Linked DNA regions of Mus musculus: regions 2, 3, 4 and 5 are each linked to region 1. The links are chromatin contacts, called in public HiChIP or PLAC-seq maps. All regions are on one chromosome and are shown on one strand. The core of a region is the stretch at or near the end of the contact, and the rest is flanking DNA. Distances in the headings are between cores, read along the strand shown. Region 1 overlaps Gm39496 (a long non-coding RNA gene). Region 2 holds the start of Mid1ip1 (Mid1 interacting protein 1 (gastrulation specific G12-like (zebrafish))). Region 3 has its middle 44 kb from the start of Gm46687. Region 4 holds the start of Bcor (BCL6 interacting corepressor). Region 5 has its middle 4.6 kb from the start of Gm34301.

Evidence for each region. HiChIP or PLAC-seq counts read pairs in DNA pulled down with a chosen protein or histone mark.
Region 2: an H3K4me3 HiChIP or PLAC-seq map of forebrain shows a contact between it and region 1, with 6 times the contacts expected there. The contact joins the promoter of Mid1ip1 here to the enhancer-like site in region 1. A contact is called at or near these places in 4 of 39 promoter capture datasets (the 3T3-L1 cell line, hippocampal neurons and neural stem cells), 1 of 484 Hi-C or Micro-C datasets (cardiomyocytes) and 4 of 115 datasets of contacts at active chromatin or transcription factors (astrocytes, cardiomyocytes, embryonic forebrain and 1 more).
Region 3: an H3K4me3 HiChIP or PLAC-seq map of embryonic forebrain shows a contact between it and region 1, with 6 times the contacts expected there. The contact joins two enhancer-like sites. A contact is called at or near these places in 2 of 115 datasets of contacts at active chromatin or transcription factors (embryonic forebrain and embryonic midbrain) and 1 of 9 other capture datasets (embryonic stem cells).
Region 4: a contact with region 1 is called in an H3K4me3 HiChIP or PLAC-seq map of embryonic forebrain, with 5 times the contacts expected there. The contact joins the promoter of Bcor here to the enhancer-like site in region 1. A contact is called at or near these places in 3 of 484 Hi-C or Micro-C datasets (myocytes, neural progenitor cells and uterus) and 11 of 115 datasets of contacts at active chromatin or transcription factors (craniofacial prominence, differentiating embryonic stem cells, embryonic forebrain and 8 more).
Region 5: a contact with region 1 is called in an H3K4me3 HiChIP or PLAC-seq map of forebrain, with 6 times the contacts expected there. The contact joins two enhancer-like sites. A contact is called at or near these places in 2 of 484 Hi-C or Micro-C datasets (neural progenitor cells and uterus) and 5 of 115 datasets of contacts at active chromatin or transcription factors (differentiating embryonic stem cells, embryonic forebrain, embryonic midbrain and 2 more).

Annotation. Positions count from the first base shown.
Region 1 is chrX:11,492,798-11,495,520 of GRCm38.p6, reverse strand. All of the region lies in intron 5 of Gm39496 (a long non-coding RNA gene), which reads left to right. Among named protein-coding and RNA genes, the nearest start is that of Gm39496, 32 kb to the left of the region's middle. Within about 2 kb of position 1,365, at least 48 of the 459 cell types and tissues checked have an H3K27ac peak or open chromatin away from gene starts, as enhancers often do. A contact at or near this core is called in embryonic forebrain, forebrain, neural progenitor cells and 1 more, where this site is marked.
Region 2 is chrX:10,715,987-10,718,709 of GRCm38.p6, reverse strand. It overlaps Mid1ip1 (Mid1 interacting protein 1 (gastrulation specific G12-like (zebrafish))), which reads right to left and starts at 1,345. Exons shown (of 2, transcript NM_026524.4): 1 at 1,006-1,345; 2 at 1-723. The coding sequence starts at 480.
Region 3 is chrX:12,135,177-12,137,899 of GRCm38.p6, reverse strand. It overlaps a transcript of Bcor not described here. Among named protein-coding and RNA genes, the nearest start is that of Gm46687, 44 kb to the right of the region's middle. Within about 2 kb of position 1,354, at least 233 of the 459 cell types and tissues checked have an H3K27ac peak or open chromatin away from gene starts, as enhancers often do. A contact at or near this core is called in embryonic forebrain, where this site is marked.
Region 4 is chrX:12,079,151-12,081,873 of GRCm38.p6, reverse strand. It overlaps Bcor (BCL6 interacting corepressor), which reads left to right and starts at 1,321. Exons shown (of 15, transcript NM_029510.3): 1 at 1,321-2,056.
Region 5 is chrX:12,005,396-12,008,118 of GRCm38.p6, reverse strand. No RefSeq gene overlaps it. Among named protein-coding and RNA genes, the nearest start is that of Gm34301, 4.6 kb to the right of the region's middle. Within about 2 kb of position 1,333, at least 320 of the 459 cell types and tissues checked have an H3K27ac peak or open chromatin away from gene starts, as enhancers often do. A contact at or near this core is called in embryonic forebrain, forebrain and neural progenitor cells, where this site is marked.

The sequences.
Region 1 (2,723 bases), core at 116-2,615:
CAGGTGTCCTGAAACTTACTGGTTTGAAACTCAAAAGATCTACCTGCTTCTGCCCCCCCCCCCAAAGTGATAAGATTAAAGGCATGCACCACCATGCCCAGAAAAAATGGGTCCCCATTCAGGGGTTGTTAGACTTACATCACTCATCCTTGAGAGAGCGCTAGGATCCCATGCACAGCACCTTAACCTCTTTGGAAAGCAGTGCTGCCCATGACTTTAGCACGTTTTACTTGGTTCCACCTCTTAAAGGTTCCATCACCCCCACATTGCTACAGTGGAGACAAAGATTCTAACACTCGAAACCTCGTAGACATACTAAAAAGGTGCACAAAACATGGAACTGGTCCATGGCACAATGTTTTCCTGTTTGATTGCCTAGCTTACAGTCCCAGGAATGAGCTTGAGGAGGGCACCAGCACCAAGGAAAGGGGAACACTGACACATACCTGGCACACTGTTATTGGGGCAGCCTTAGAATTCGAACTCAGGCTCCCGGACCCAGGACAATTCTGATGCATCTGGTTTGCCTTGCCTCTACAAGTTCATCACACGCTAAGGCAGCTTGTCAAACGCAGACAAGTCCTGTGGCTATTTTTTTCCTGCTGACTTTTCACCAGGGGTATGGCAGCCAAACAGAGCTGGTGTCACAGGCTTGACGGGTGTCAAACCTTGTGTGTGAAGAACGTCCCCGTTATCCTGTCTCCCGCATCCCCCAAACACTTATCTCATTATTGAAGCAGGGGGGGCAGGAGAACCAGGAGGGGAGGCAGGCATCTCAGGAGTGTTTATTCTCTTCAGGAGCGAGGCTTTCTCCTAATTAGTAGGTGATTCTGTGAGATGGAGCCCAGGTGGGGAATGAACGTGGGGTCTGGAGTGGTGCTCCAGCCGTCCCTGATTACCCAAATCCCCAGCTGGGGTGAGGACCCCTCATGTGGGGTGGGAAAGCGGGGGAATATTAGTTTCCGATACAACGAGAGACAAGAGAATAATTCTACGAGGCCGTGTAGAACAAGCAGAGAGAGAAAAGCTCTTTGAGTGCAACAAGGAGCGGGGTTTTAAAATTTCATTTGCACAGCGGCAGGTCTTGCCAATTGGATCCTTTCCAGAAAGCAATCTGCTAAGTCTGACAGTCGGAAGAAATGCCGGGCTGCTGAGCGAGGAGAGGCTGTTTTTTTTTTTTTTTTAAGGGTTTATTTTTCATCCAGGTCCTTTGTGAGCAATGGCTTTTTTTTTTTTTATTCCATTTTAAAAGAAAAAGACACGCAGCGATCCTCTTTGTGAGGCGGGAAAGGGCTTCCCTGACCATCTGGGCCTCAGAGGGACTCGGGGAGAGGCGGCCTTTTGTGTTGGGGCATTCAATGCCCGTGCGACCGCCGTTTATCTTTGCTGCCACTCACACCAGGCTGGCCTCGCTGCCGGCTGGCCGGGGGCACACGAAGCAGCTTGGAGCAGTCCTCTAGGTCCTTATCTGTGTCACGGGCAGGAGGTCGGGGGCTAGGGAGGGGGGCTCTCTGAGCCCACCCAGAGGTCCATTGTGTTGGCCGCTCAAAGCTACAGATCAGCTCCGCAGACATCTCTGCCCAGCCCTATTCTTCAGAGCATAGTGCTCTCTCTCTCTCTCTCTCTCTCTCTCTCTCTCTCTTTCTCTCTCTCTCTAACTTGAATCCATTCCTCATTCCTTTTCTGCCAGCAGAACCGGAGACTTTAGGGTAAATATGGATTCTAAGCTGAGGTCAGCTATTAGGAGAGCATTTCTGCACATGTGCATGTACACACACACACGCACACACATACACACACACACACACACACACACACACTCCCAGCCTTGTCTGTCAGCCAGGCTCTAAAGCCTGAGCAATCTTTTTATAGAAATGCTGAGGTGACGAGGTTGTCTTGCAGTGGTGGGTCCTTGCCCAAACAAGTACTAGGGATAATGGTTTGGGCTTCAGAACGTTGCACTCTGGCAATGCTGGGCAAGGGTATGCCTCCCTCTGTGCCCCCCCCGCCCCCGCCCCCGCCCCTGCCTCGAGAGCACAGAAGGCTGTTTTGGAGGCAGACTAGACAGTGAGGGTATTTTAACCATGAAAGGGGATGGGGCTACTTATAGGCTCATTTGGAGTGTTGCTTTTACAGACTAGGGAGGACACTATCATCTATGGCCTTTGGTCTTCCCCCCAAACCCTGAGATATAGGCAGGTTGCACATCCATCCCATGTCCTTGATGAGTAAACTGAGGCAGAGAGGAGTCTTGCCAGTCTGATTATTCAGTAGGAAAATATGACACAAGTGTGAAGTCCACTGTATTTCTATTTCAGTCCACACAATTCCAGGTAATGTGATTTATGTCTTTGCGCATAGCAATTTACAATCTCCAAATGTGATGGTTTAAAACAAAAGTGACCAATGCGTGGTCACCAAACCTTGTTGAGATGGGTTAAGTAGCTTTGTACCAAAAGAGCAAGGCCTTGAGATCTCATGTCTCCTGGTGGTGATGGCTCCTTATGACTTCATGAGGCTAAGCTAGATGGAAGACAGGACTGTTAGCATGAGGCTGGAATGGTGGGGGGTGAAGTAGCCTTTTCTTTTTTGCTGCCATGATGCTATAGCAATAAAGGTAAAGATGGGTGGACAGCGCGAGAGTGGAGGGGCACTCAACACCAGGAGTCTCAGTTTTGTGAGCCATGGGTCTTAGAAGACCGGGCCATCTAAGCCAGTCTCCG
Region 2 (2,723 bases), core at 96-2,595, 780 kb after region 1:
GAGTTTGGAGAGCACGGTGTGCAGCCCGCGCAGGTGGTAGTGGAACTGCTGCTCCAGATCTTCCTCGCCCGCATCCGCGCTCTCCAAGTGACTCAGGCCCACCAGGATGTCCTTGGGCTTCCAGGTGCTCTCCTCGCTCCCGGCCGGCGGAGACGAAGGCTGGTGCAGGACTCCCCACTCGATATCATTGCGGATGGACTTGAGCAGCACGTAGTGGCTGTACATGTCCCGGGAGGGCGCGAAAAAGCTTTCATTGGCGCTGCCCGGGCTTGGGGCCGGGGTCGTGCGCTCCTCCAGGCAGCCGCCACTGCCGCCTACCTCCACGCTGACCTCGTCTATCTCCGGCTCGGACAGGGGTACGTCGCGCAGCAGACTGGGCACCATCACCGTCTGGTCCATGTTGTTCACCGCGCCAATGAAGCGATTCATGGCGTTAAAGAGCGAGTGCTTCTGGTTATATGTGTCGCAGATTTGCATCATGGTGGCCGAGCGGGCGCGGAAACACAGGGACGCTGGTACACGGAGATAGACCGCTGGCGATGCCGCCTTCAAGCGCTCTCAGAGGCTGATGCCGGGAGCCTGCTTGAAGCCGGTGTGACGGGATTCCCAGATCCTTCTCCGCCCTCTCTAACTTGCTTCTTTCTCAGCTCAGCCCTTCGTGAGGCCCGGCTGCTCTTATCTTTGGCTCAGGATTGACGGTGGGTGGCTGGGTCTAGCCTTTTTCTGCTTGGGAGACAGAGACGAAAAGAACAAATTACCCACCCGGTTAGGATGCCCGGCATCCGGTCCGCGCGATGCTCCCACCCTGACCAAGGCTGGCCAGAGAAGGCACAAGGGTGGTTCCTTGGGACCAGCCGGTATCACCTCCTCCAATACTAGCAGAAGACCTTTGAAAAAAAAGGAGAAAAAAATCTCCCCCATCCCGGACTCTCTGGTTTCTCCCTTCTAAAACCTAAGCGAAAGCAACCATATTAGCCCGGGCTGCCAAAGGGCGGGGACACCCACCTCTTGCACTGCGAAATCCCCTGGTTCTCAGTGCTTGCGTTGCGGACGGTGGCTGCCCAAGGGCGCTGCTGCGGTCACTGATCGGACTGTGAGTAAGGGCGACTGTGGTTGCTCCGGCCCCCTGCCCATTCCAGGTGCTCAATTTATAGTCCGGGAAAGGTGTCCCAGGCGCCCAGGACCACCCCTGATGTCTCCTCCTCCTACCTCCTCCAGCAGCACAGATAAAAGGTCCCAGCCCTGACCGCGAGTAACACTCGCCCAACCCTTTCTACCGCGGGGGCGGGGCACGCCGGGTGGCTCCGCCTCTCGCCTGATACCCGGGCTAAGGCAGGGCGGCCCAGCAGGGCAAGGCAGGGTAGGGCTGGGAGGATGGAGCGGCCGCACCCCAGCACCAAACCCAGAACAAGCTGTTTGGGGGAGGGAGGGCGAGGCACTGAGCCCAAGGAGCCGCCGTCCAAACCAGAGGGCGGACTGGCGCGCGCGGGCTGGGCGGGCTTGGCGCGCACTCTCCGGGTGGGATGACCGGAATGCTTGTGTGTCCGGGTTGCAAAAGAGCCCCTCAATCCTGAACCTAGAGTGACTGCAGTCCGGAAATTTAGCCTCGATTTATTATTAGACGTCGGGTAAGAGGGATTCACAGCTGCCCTGACTCCATACTTGGGAATCTTATGTAAGAAGAGTTAGCAGGACATGCCGGATGCACGTGGACATGGGGTGCTCCCTCCACGGCCCAGGTCGTGGTCAGCTGCAGGGGGATGGGAACACTGAGGCATTTGCTTCCCTCCTGGCGGGGTCTTTCCTACTACTGCTGCCAGGTATGAAGAGCACCCTGGTCATCTGATCTATAGTTTTGTGTCCCCCACCAAGAGATAAGAGCATGGCAATGGAGTGTGAACTTGGGCCTTGTGGCCCTTTTGGCTATCAAAAAGACTAGGAGAAGGTGGCAGAAGTTAGGACTGGTGTTGGGTATATCTTATCATTTAAAGAAAAAAAATGGGAGTATACCCAATAACTTTCTGGAGTGTGTGTCAAGTGCTCCTTTCAAAAGATAGTTCTTAAGCAAGGGTTACTTAATAAGCCTAAGCTGTGTACCATAGCCCTGGATCTACCTTTCAAGTTTTACACTTGAAACTCCTCTTTCAGGTTCCCAGCCCTGAGCCCATACTCATTTCCCATCTCATTTCCTTTGCCACATCCCTCAACCTCCAGTCAGCTCTTCCATTCCTCCAGATAAGATGACTCAGGCTTCTAATTTTAAATTTCTTCCCACTAAAGTCTTCGGGGGGAAGTTTTAGTATGGCATTCCCCTGCAAGACAAAAAAGCGCCCCAAACAAGGAGAGACACTTATGCATGTGGGTTTGTTTGTTTGTTTGTTTTTTCTTGAAGGACTGGTACTGTCTACCGAAAATCATGTCTCTTTTCAATTTTGAAGGGAACAAGAGCTGATAACAGACAGAAAAGTCATTGGTAACTCTAGAACCCAGACTGGCAAATCTCCATCTCCCTCTGGTTTACTGGTTCTAGATCATAACCCATGCTTCCAATGCTTTCTTATGTATGTATGTATGTATGTATGTATGTATGTATGTATGTATGTATGGAGACACAGTCCCAGCCAGCCAGCCAGCTTGATTTGGAACGACAGCTACTCATCCTTCTGATTCAGTGTCCCATGTTCTTTTAAACATGAAATAATGTTTGTTATCTGCCCCGTGGA
Region 3 (2,723 bases), core at 105-2,604, 640 kb before region 1:
GCTTCCAGCCCTTTAATCAATTTCACGATATTAAATATTAATTTCCCGCCAGCCACGCTTTCTCGAAGGAGGGGGGAAGGGACACACAGGGCAAAGCCAAGAAAAGGATGGCTTTGCTGGGTGTGACCAGGGTAACTGGGCGTGGAGGACACGCGAGCTCCTAAGTGACCGTGCCCAGAACTCAGGAGTCACGGTGTTTGCACCCTTCAACTGGGGAACTTGGGGAGTTATGAACACTTAAGATGCATGTCTTCAGGAGGGGCAGCCAGGTGTGCAGAGTTCGGGTCTGCTTGGTGACCACCTCCTGCTCTGCGGCCCCTTCCCCACCTCTAGTGGCGAGTCAGGCTCACACGGGCCTGCAGCGCGCCGCGATGATGGATCGCGCCTGGCGGGGGTGATTTGGTGTTGATCGCACATTATCACTGGCAGGTTGGACTGGTTGCTGATGGACGACTTCTAGCGGCGGCAGCAGCAGCGTCTTCAGACACCGTGCGGTGATTCGCTCGCTTTACAAGGTCTTTCCCCCTACCACCCTCCTCACCACTTACGCATGTCGGGAGAGTCTAGGAGAGAGAGTGGGGGTCTCCCCGTCCTCGAGGCCACCCACCTCGGTCCGGGACCGGGTGTGGGCCGCAGGCCCAGAGAGGAGGGGAACTAAGAGGTCTCTCCTACTTCCTCTCATTTCTCTTTCCCTTACAGCCTGCCCACCTTCCGCTTCCCCATCGGAACACGAAGGGCCTAGGTCACTTGGCCGGTGATTTCCTCGGTGCCCAGCCCAGTCCGCGGGGTGCAGTCTCCCTCTCCCTGCCGCTCACGACCCTCTCAGGGCTCCCAGCCGCGGAGGCGCTGGGGTGAAGCCCCCTCCTTGCTTCGTTTTCTAAAGTGCCTGCAAATACAAAAGCGGTTCCGTAATGCCTTCCGTCTGCGAGAGCCGGAGGACCTTGGCTGACCTTTCGGAAACTGATTGCAACTGCCTGTTAACAGCCCGTACTGACCGCACTGAGCGGAGCGGAGGACAATCATTTAAGTGACAGACGGCGAGGTGGCCCCGGCTCAGTTGAGCGGCCTGGTTAAGCCCTCCCCTCCCCCCTCCCCAGCTACTCCCCCAGCTCCGGGTGCACTGCGGGCCGTGGCCAGCTCTCTGGAGAGCGGGGAGGGCGCACCGTGAGCGCCTGTGAGTGTGAGTGCGTGTCTGCGATTATGGGCCGAAGGGTTAACCCTTTGCAGAACGCCGCCGGGGTCCTTTGAAGCCGAGCGCTGCCGGCTTAATCTGCCATTTGCAGAAGAGGAATAAAGAGGCTGCCTTGTCCTACTACCCCTAATGGGTAAACTGTACTCTCTTAGCGTGACCCGGTCACTGTCCCTGCTGCTGCCGAGGAAAGATCTCGACCCTTGGATCTTCTGCCATGGCGCTATGTAACCTCCCTGCGCTTTCCTCTTTTTCCTCACAGAAACAAGGAACAGCGCGGGGACAGCGCAAAGCGTCCAAAGGCTTTAAGGTTCGCGATGCAGTGGACGTGGGTGTTCCTGGTGTTTTCTGTTTTGGAAACTGGAAAAAGGGGAGGTGGGCTCACAGCAGGAAGGGCAGGTGGGGGAGGGGGAGGCTGGTGACAGGGCACCTCGGGCTTCTCTCTCTCTCTCTCTCTCTCTCTCTCTCTCTCTCTCTCTCTCTCTCTCTCTCTCTCTCTCTCTCTCTCTCTCTCTCTCTCTCTCTCTCTCTCTCTCTCTCTCTCTCTCTCTCTCTCTCTCTCTCTGGAGAGATCGCCAGCTGCTCTCCAACAGGCAGCGCCCTGAAATCTATTTAAAGAGAGGGAAAGGGGAGGAGAACAAAGGGGGAGGAGGGGGGCGGCGAGAGAGCAGGGAGGATCCGCCGCTCCGCGGGCACATCAAGCGCTCACATCTGTACACTCCGCGATCGATGGGGAGAATGGATAATATTTGTCAGCTGCAGACCTTTCTCTTCCCGGTTCCCAGGAAGGGGAGGGGGCAAGGGAGGGGGAGGGGCAGGCAGACCAGGCGAGAGAGGCCGCGTCAAGGACAGCGCGCCTCCCGCTGCAGCCGCACGGAAACCCAGTGCCCAGAAAGCCGGCAGATTTTTTTCTCTTATTATCATTATTAATTATTTTTTATTATTCCACAGCAGCCAGCGAGCGCTCAGCCGCGCCCCTCCCCCGCTCGCCTGCCGCCTCCCTTTGTTGATTTTCAGCTGCAAGCGTGGCGGGCCCGAGCCACCGCCGCCGCGGAGCACGATTTGCTCTTGCGCCCTGGGTCGCAGCTGCGGCCCAGGAAGTCAGGGCTCCGCCCCCGCCCCCGCCCCCCGAGGCGCGGCAGATCCTGTCCACCAAGCGCGCGCGCGCGCGCGCGCACACACACACACACACACACACACACACACACACACACACACACACACACACACACACACACACACTCATCGGTGGCCAGCCACCAGGCTATCCTAGCAGTACTTTGCTGCGGCTTTGCGTCCCCCAAAGCCCAGGCGCTGGCTGCCTCGACCAGGAGCCAGCCGTGGGCCGCACACCGGCCTTCACCACCCCCTTCCCCGGCCGCGGCACTCTGATGCCGCCACCCTCACACATGGTCTTCATTTAGCACACTAGCGGCTCGCTTCCTCTCTGCTCTTCTCCTCGGGGCTTTTCAGAGCGAGGAGGGAGGTTTAGAGGAAGTTAGAAACCTTGTGAGCCCACGGGGAAGGGGGAAAC
Region 4 (2,723 bases), core at 72-2,571, 590 kb before region 1:
CCTCGCTTCTCGGCTTCCCCCTTTCGCTTGCCTGCCCTTCCCCGCCCCCCATCCCCCCCTGGCGCCCAGAGCTGCTCCTGGTGCGTAGGAGAAGCTCGATACGTGTCAATTGGATTGAACTGCTGCGGGCGCAGGCTGTACACTGCCGCCGAGCCTTGATCTGCACGACGTTACCGAGTGAAAATTTATGGGCTGAACGGTGAAGCCAAAAGTTGTTCCCGGCCAAGTAAAATAAAACGCGGGAGATACTCTCACGAGGCCGAGGTGAGAGACGAGGGCAGACCTTCCAGCCATCGGAGGTCCGGACTGTGAAATGCTTAAGAACTGGGAGAAACTCAGGCTCATCCCAGGTCCCTTTATGGTCCTCCCACCCCCTTGTGTCCCCAAGAGCAGCCCCCCACCTCAACACAATTCCCACACAATTGAAATGTCCGGGGAGCAAGGGCGCGGAACTGCCACTGTTGCGGGTGGTGGTGTTTTCACGTAGCTCTTAGCGCCTTAAGGGGAAGTAGCTCCTCTGGGAAGAAGGGGCGAGGTGCGGTGGGGGTGGACGCCCACGCGCACTCAGGCTCTGCTGGGCTGGCTCTCGGAGGGGACGCTAGGCCGGGAGAGCGCAGCGCTGGTGGCGAGAGGAGGCAGTGGCGCCTGCCGCTGGGGTTTGACAGCTTTGGCTGAGAGGAGTGCGAGGCGCTTTATGGTAATTGCGGTCCTCCACTGGCCTTCTGGGTAGCAAGGGGAGTCTCGGCGCGCGGCAGGGAAAGCCTCCCCCGCCGCCCCGCCGCCCCGCCGCCCCCCATTCTTGGGGCTGGGGATTTGTTGGCCGACCTAGCCGTCGCCGCTGCGGAGTCGGTCTCCAATACCCTAGGACGTGAGCCCTGGCTGGGCGTGAATGCTAACTCGGCCGGAGCTGGGACGGAGAGGACAGAGGGCGGTAGAGTTGGGGGGGGGGTACGAGGACACGACCCGCCACCCAGGTGGTTTGGGGTTCAGATGTGGCGAGGCCCCAATGCACCCGGCTGGGAATCCGTGAGGGCCGGGGAAAGTCGGGCGAACCTTTCCTGGGGAATCACCCCCTCCCGAAACCCCACCGCGGAGGCGCCGCAGCGGAGGGTGAGCGGAGACTGGGGATCTCAAACTTGCGAGAGCTGGAGGCGGCGGCGGCGGCGGGCGGGCGGGCGGCTGTCGCTCGAGCGCTGCGCCTGAGGGGGGAGGGGAGGCGGCTGTTGGGAGGGAGGGAGGGAGGGCGGGCGGAGGGAGGGGGAGGAGGAAGAGGAGGGAACCTGGGAGGGGGGACGCGTTGGGATCGCGGCGTGCGGCAGCAGACGGAGCCTGAGCTCCCAGCGGCAAGGTGAGGCAGAGCTGCGCTCCGGGCCGAACGGCGACCGAGCTCTTCGGCCGAGGGGGAGACGCGCCGGAACCCAGAGCACGACCGAGAGCGGGAGCGAGGCGGGCGGCGGTGGCGGAGGGGGAGCACGCGAGCCGCCGGGCGGAGAGCCCGAGCCGCGCTGTCGCCGCGGAGGGACGACTTGGCCAACACACTCGCTCACACACACTCACACACACACCCAGCCCGAGCGGGCGCTCTCGGCGAACCGTCAACATGGCGCTGGGGCTCTTGCCCGAGCGCGGGCGGCAGCGGCGGCGCGGGAGCTGCTGAGGGTGACAGAGCTCGGGCCAGCTGCGGGAGGAGAGGATCGCGCGGGGCCGTCGCCACCTGCCCTGAAGCTCGCAGCCCGCCCCGCCCCGCCCCACCCCCACGCGGCCCAGAGCCCACCCCTCCGCCGGGCCGACCCCGAGGGCAGCAGAGCGGCTGCAGTCGGCGGCGAGCGAGCGCGGCGCTGGGAGTGGACTGCGGGCACCAGAGGAAGCCAAACTTTGCTGCTCGCTGCGCTTTCCCGGCCGGGCTCCTTCACGTAGCCGCCCTCTCCCGACCCCGCACACATTCACCCAGCCAGCCGCCCCCGGATCTTCCTCGCCGCCTGGACTCCGCTCCGGGGAAAACTTCAAAGCGCCGGATCGCAGGGCTCCCTGCCTACTTCCCGACTGGGGATTTCAGGTCAGTGCCCGGAACACCTTTCCCCGGGGGCCGCGGGCGGGCTGGCGCGCCGGGGACTGCAGCCGACCTCCTCCCTCCGAGGGTTTCTCCTCCGACTTCGGTAGACCCCCGTTGGGAGGCTTAGCTACCTTGCTCGCTTTCGGTTTTACATCAGAGCTGCAAGTTATTAAAAATGCAGCCAACCTAAGCGGCCCCCGCATGGGCACCAGGGAGGGAGGGACTCGACGGAGGACCTGCCGCCTCCCGAGGGGTTGGGAGGATCGGGAGTTGAACGAGTGGAAGTTTGCAGCCTCTGTGTGTCTGCGCGGGAGCGCGGTCGTCGCCGAGCGTCGGGAGTCAGGCGGGGGGGGGGGTGCTGGGCTGGAAGCTGGGAACCTCGTCTCGGCGTTACCTCGCTAGCAGGAAGGGGAGGGCGGCGGGTTCCCGTCTGCTTTCTTTTTCGACTCGGAAAAGAACTGTAAAAACCCCCAGCCGCCGCCGCTTCGTCTGGCCTCTCCTGGGGCCCGGCGGTGCCTCCGAGTGGAACGCCGGCTTGAGCGTGCGCTAGTGTGTGCGGCGGGCGCCTCGGACCGAGCCGAGCTCGACCTGCCGTCGTCGCTCAACTCCGGAGGGGAGTCCCGGGTTTTTCCTTGGCTTGCCCCAAAGCGTGAATCACGTGGAATAACGG
Region 5 (2,723 bases), core at 84-2,583, 510 kb before region 1:
AGTGAGGTACTGCAACGATGTCATTTGCATATTCATGAGTGACTTATTATTAAACAAATAAGATTTTCCTATCTTCGCAGCACCCAAAGTAAGGCTGAACAGCACATTACACCGGCCCCGTGCTTTATTCTCTCTTTAATATGTTAATAGATGCAGTTGATTTCTTTAAGTAAATACGCATCTATAAAACAACACGTACTTTATAAAAAAGAAATTTAAATAATAATCCATTAGCAAAGTTGGCAACAATTTAAGAGGAACAACCCATTAATACTAACGCGTGGGAATCAATTTGCGAATTTTTAACTCGGGTGGTGGGTTGCGGACGATTGAGGGGGAGGACTGCAAGTGTTGTGTGAGCTTAAAAAAAAAAAAACATTTTAGTGAGTTTCAGGAGACAAGGACTGAGATCCTTTCCATGTTTCGGGTGCCGGCTCCCCGGAGGTGGAAAACTGTCCGAGTCTTCACCTCCACACCTGCCTTTTCCCTGCGTCCTCTGGAGATCCGAGCCGTGGGCTGACATCTAGCACGTGGCTTTCCACCGGGCCCCTAGGCTGCCCAGCAGCACAGAGTTAGGCGGGGTGGGGGTGGGGCAAGGCCTGGCGTCTAAGCGCCTCTCCTCCCGGGGCTGAGGCTGGGGCTCTCCCCTCCTGCCCTCCATCCCTCGACACCGGCTTCATCACAGCCGGTTCTTTCCAGCTAGGGTCAGGGTGGCCTCCCCCCGCGGTGTCGCGGAGCTCAGGGCCAACCGCGCACCCTTATCTCGGCCGAGTCAGACACTCGCCGCGCGGAATCTGTTGACATTTACTATTGTTCGCAGGAGTCCGGAGCGCCGGGCGGGAGCGAGCGGGCGGGCGGGCGGGGCGAGCCGAGGGAGGGCCGCAAGTGGGAGGCCTGCGCTCCACGTGTGTGCGCGCGCGCGCGTGCTCGCCGGGGGGGTGGGGAGGGCCGTCTGCCTGGAAAATAAAAGTGGCCGGCGGGCCCGGAAGCTTCCAAAGCCGGCTGAGCGGCCCACGCCGGGAATTGAAGTGGTGGCGCGCGGGGGTGGGGTGGGGGGAGGTGGGTGCAGGAAGGAAGACTGGGCAAGCGGGCCGTGGGCTCGGCGGGGGAGGGGTGGGGACAGCTCCAGCCGCACGGCCCCCGGTGACCCACAGGACACAAGTGCATTTGTGCCTAGCCGTGGTAGGGATTAAAGTGCCATACGGCCCGAGCGAGGGGGGCGAGGCGGGTAGAAAACAACCAGCGCGCACAAAGCGCGCATTGTTCCAGCCACCTCCATTATGCCGCGCTGCAGCCAAGAGCCTGTTTCGCAACTGCCGTCCCGGCGATTGGGCGCGCGCGCGTACACACACACACACACACACACACACACACACACCTCCCTGACCAAGGCAGGGTGCACTCCATCGGGACTGGGAAGGGCTGCCCGGGTGGGTTGTGAGTAATGGGGACTCGCGGGTATCTTGAAGAGCTCGGCTGAGCTCTTTATCGGTTTTCGTCCTCGTCTTCTCGGCACTTTTCGTTTTTTTCTGGCTCCTGCCCCGAGCGCACCCCGGAGCGAGGAGCTTCCCCTGGGGAGGAGGCGACGGCGGGGGTGTGAAGTGGAGAGGGCGCGCTCTCAACCGCTGTCACCCGCGGATCGCAGCCCCAGGCGCACAGCGCTCGCCTGCTCTGCTGAAGACACGTGCGCAGCAGGAACGGGGACAGCATCCTTGCTTTCCAAGGAGAGGCTCCGGGAGCACCCACTCCAAGGCTTCCTGGCACTCTGGGACTTCCCCCTGTCGGGAGCGGAAGCTGTGGAATCCCGCACAGCGCTGCCTGGCCTGCCCGGGCGTGCGTGCCAAGTGGGCCAGCTCAGTCTCCTTTACACTAACCACACAGGGCCCAGGCCCTGGCCTCCTCTCTCTGTGGCATCAAGCGCCCTGCTTAAGCACGCTGAGAGGGAATTTAAGCCTGGGCAGCAACAGAAGAAGGTTCCCTTCTCCTTTGGGTGCAGAGTAGGGGGAGGACTAGAAGCCACCCCACTTTCCAGACCCCCTGCTGAGCCCTCTTGGTGGGCAGGTGGGGATCGAAGGCGCCCAGGCTCCGCAAGCTAGCGAAGTCTGGTTTCCTTTACGTTTTACAAGCTATAAATAAACTTCCCCTTGGGCGGATGAGCGCTGCGTCCAAGGGCGGCTTCCCGCCGAATCCGGCGGGCGGTTTACGATCTGGGCCAGGAGCTGGTCTTACGGCGGCCTGAGCCTAGGGTGGGGCGATGGCTCAGGGAAAGCTCAGAGGTCGTCCAGGAGTGGTCGAGTGACCCTCCTCTTCCCTGCGGGGCTGAGGCGCCTCAGCTCTGAGGGCTGGGGGTGGAGCCAGTTGATTTATGAGCCGTCACCCCACCCCGCCCCTCCCGTTTCACTTGTTTTCCTCATCTTCTCTAGCTCAAGCCCTGTTCCCAAAGCCTCACCCCGCAACCCTGCCCAGTGAGGGTTTGGCAACACCGGGCGGCTAGAGCACTGGCCGAGGGGCCCCGGGCGAGGAAGGGGGTGCAAGGGTGTGGGTGAAGCCTTTGGTGTTTTTTCATCCCTCCCACCCCACTCCCGTACCTCCTCCCAGAGCAGGCTAGCCAGCCTAGCCGGACAAAGCTGGGTGGCCAAAAAGCCTGAGAGGCTGAGATAAAGGGCTGGCCTCTAGGGGTGGGAAAATCCCAAGCGTTTGGGGTAGATCCCTGACTTTCTCAA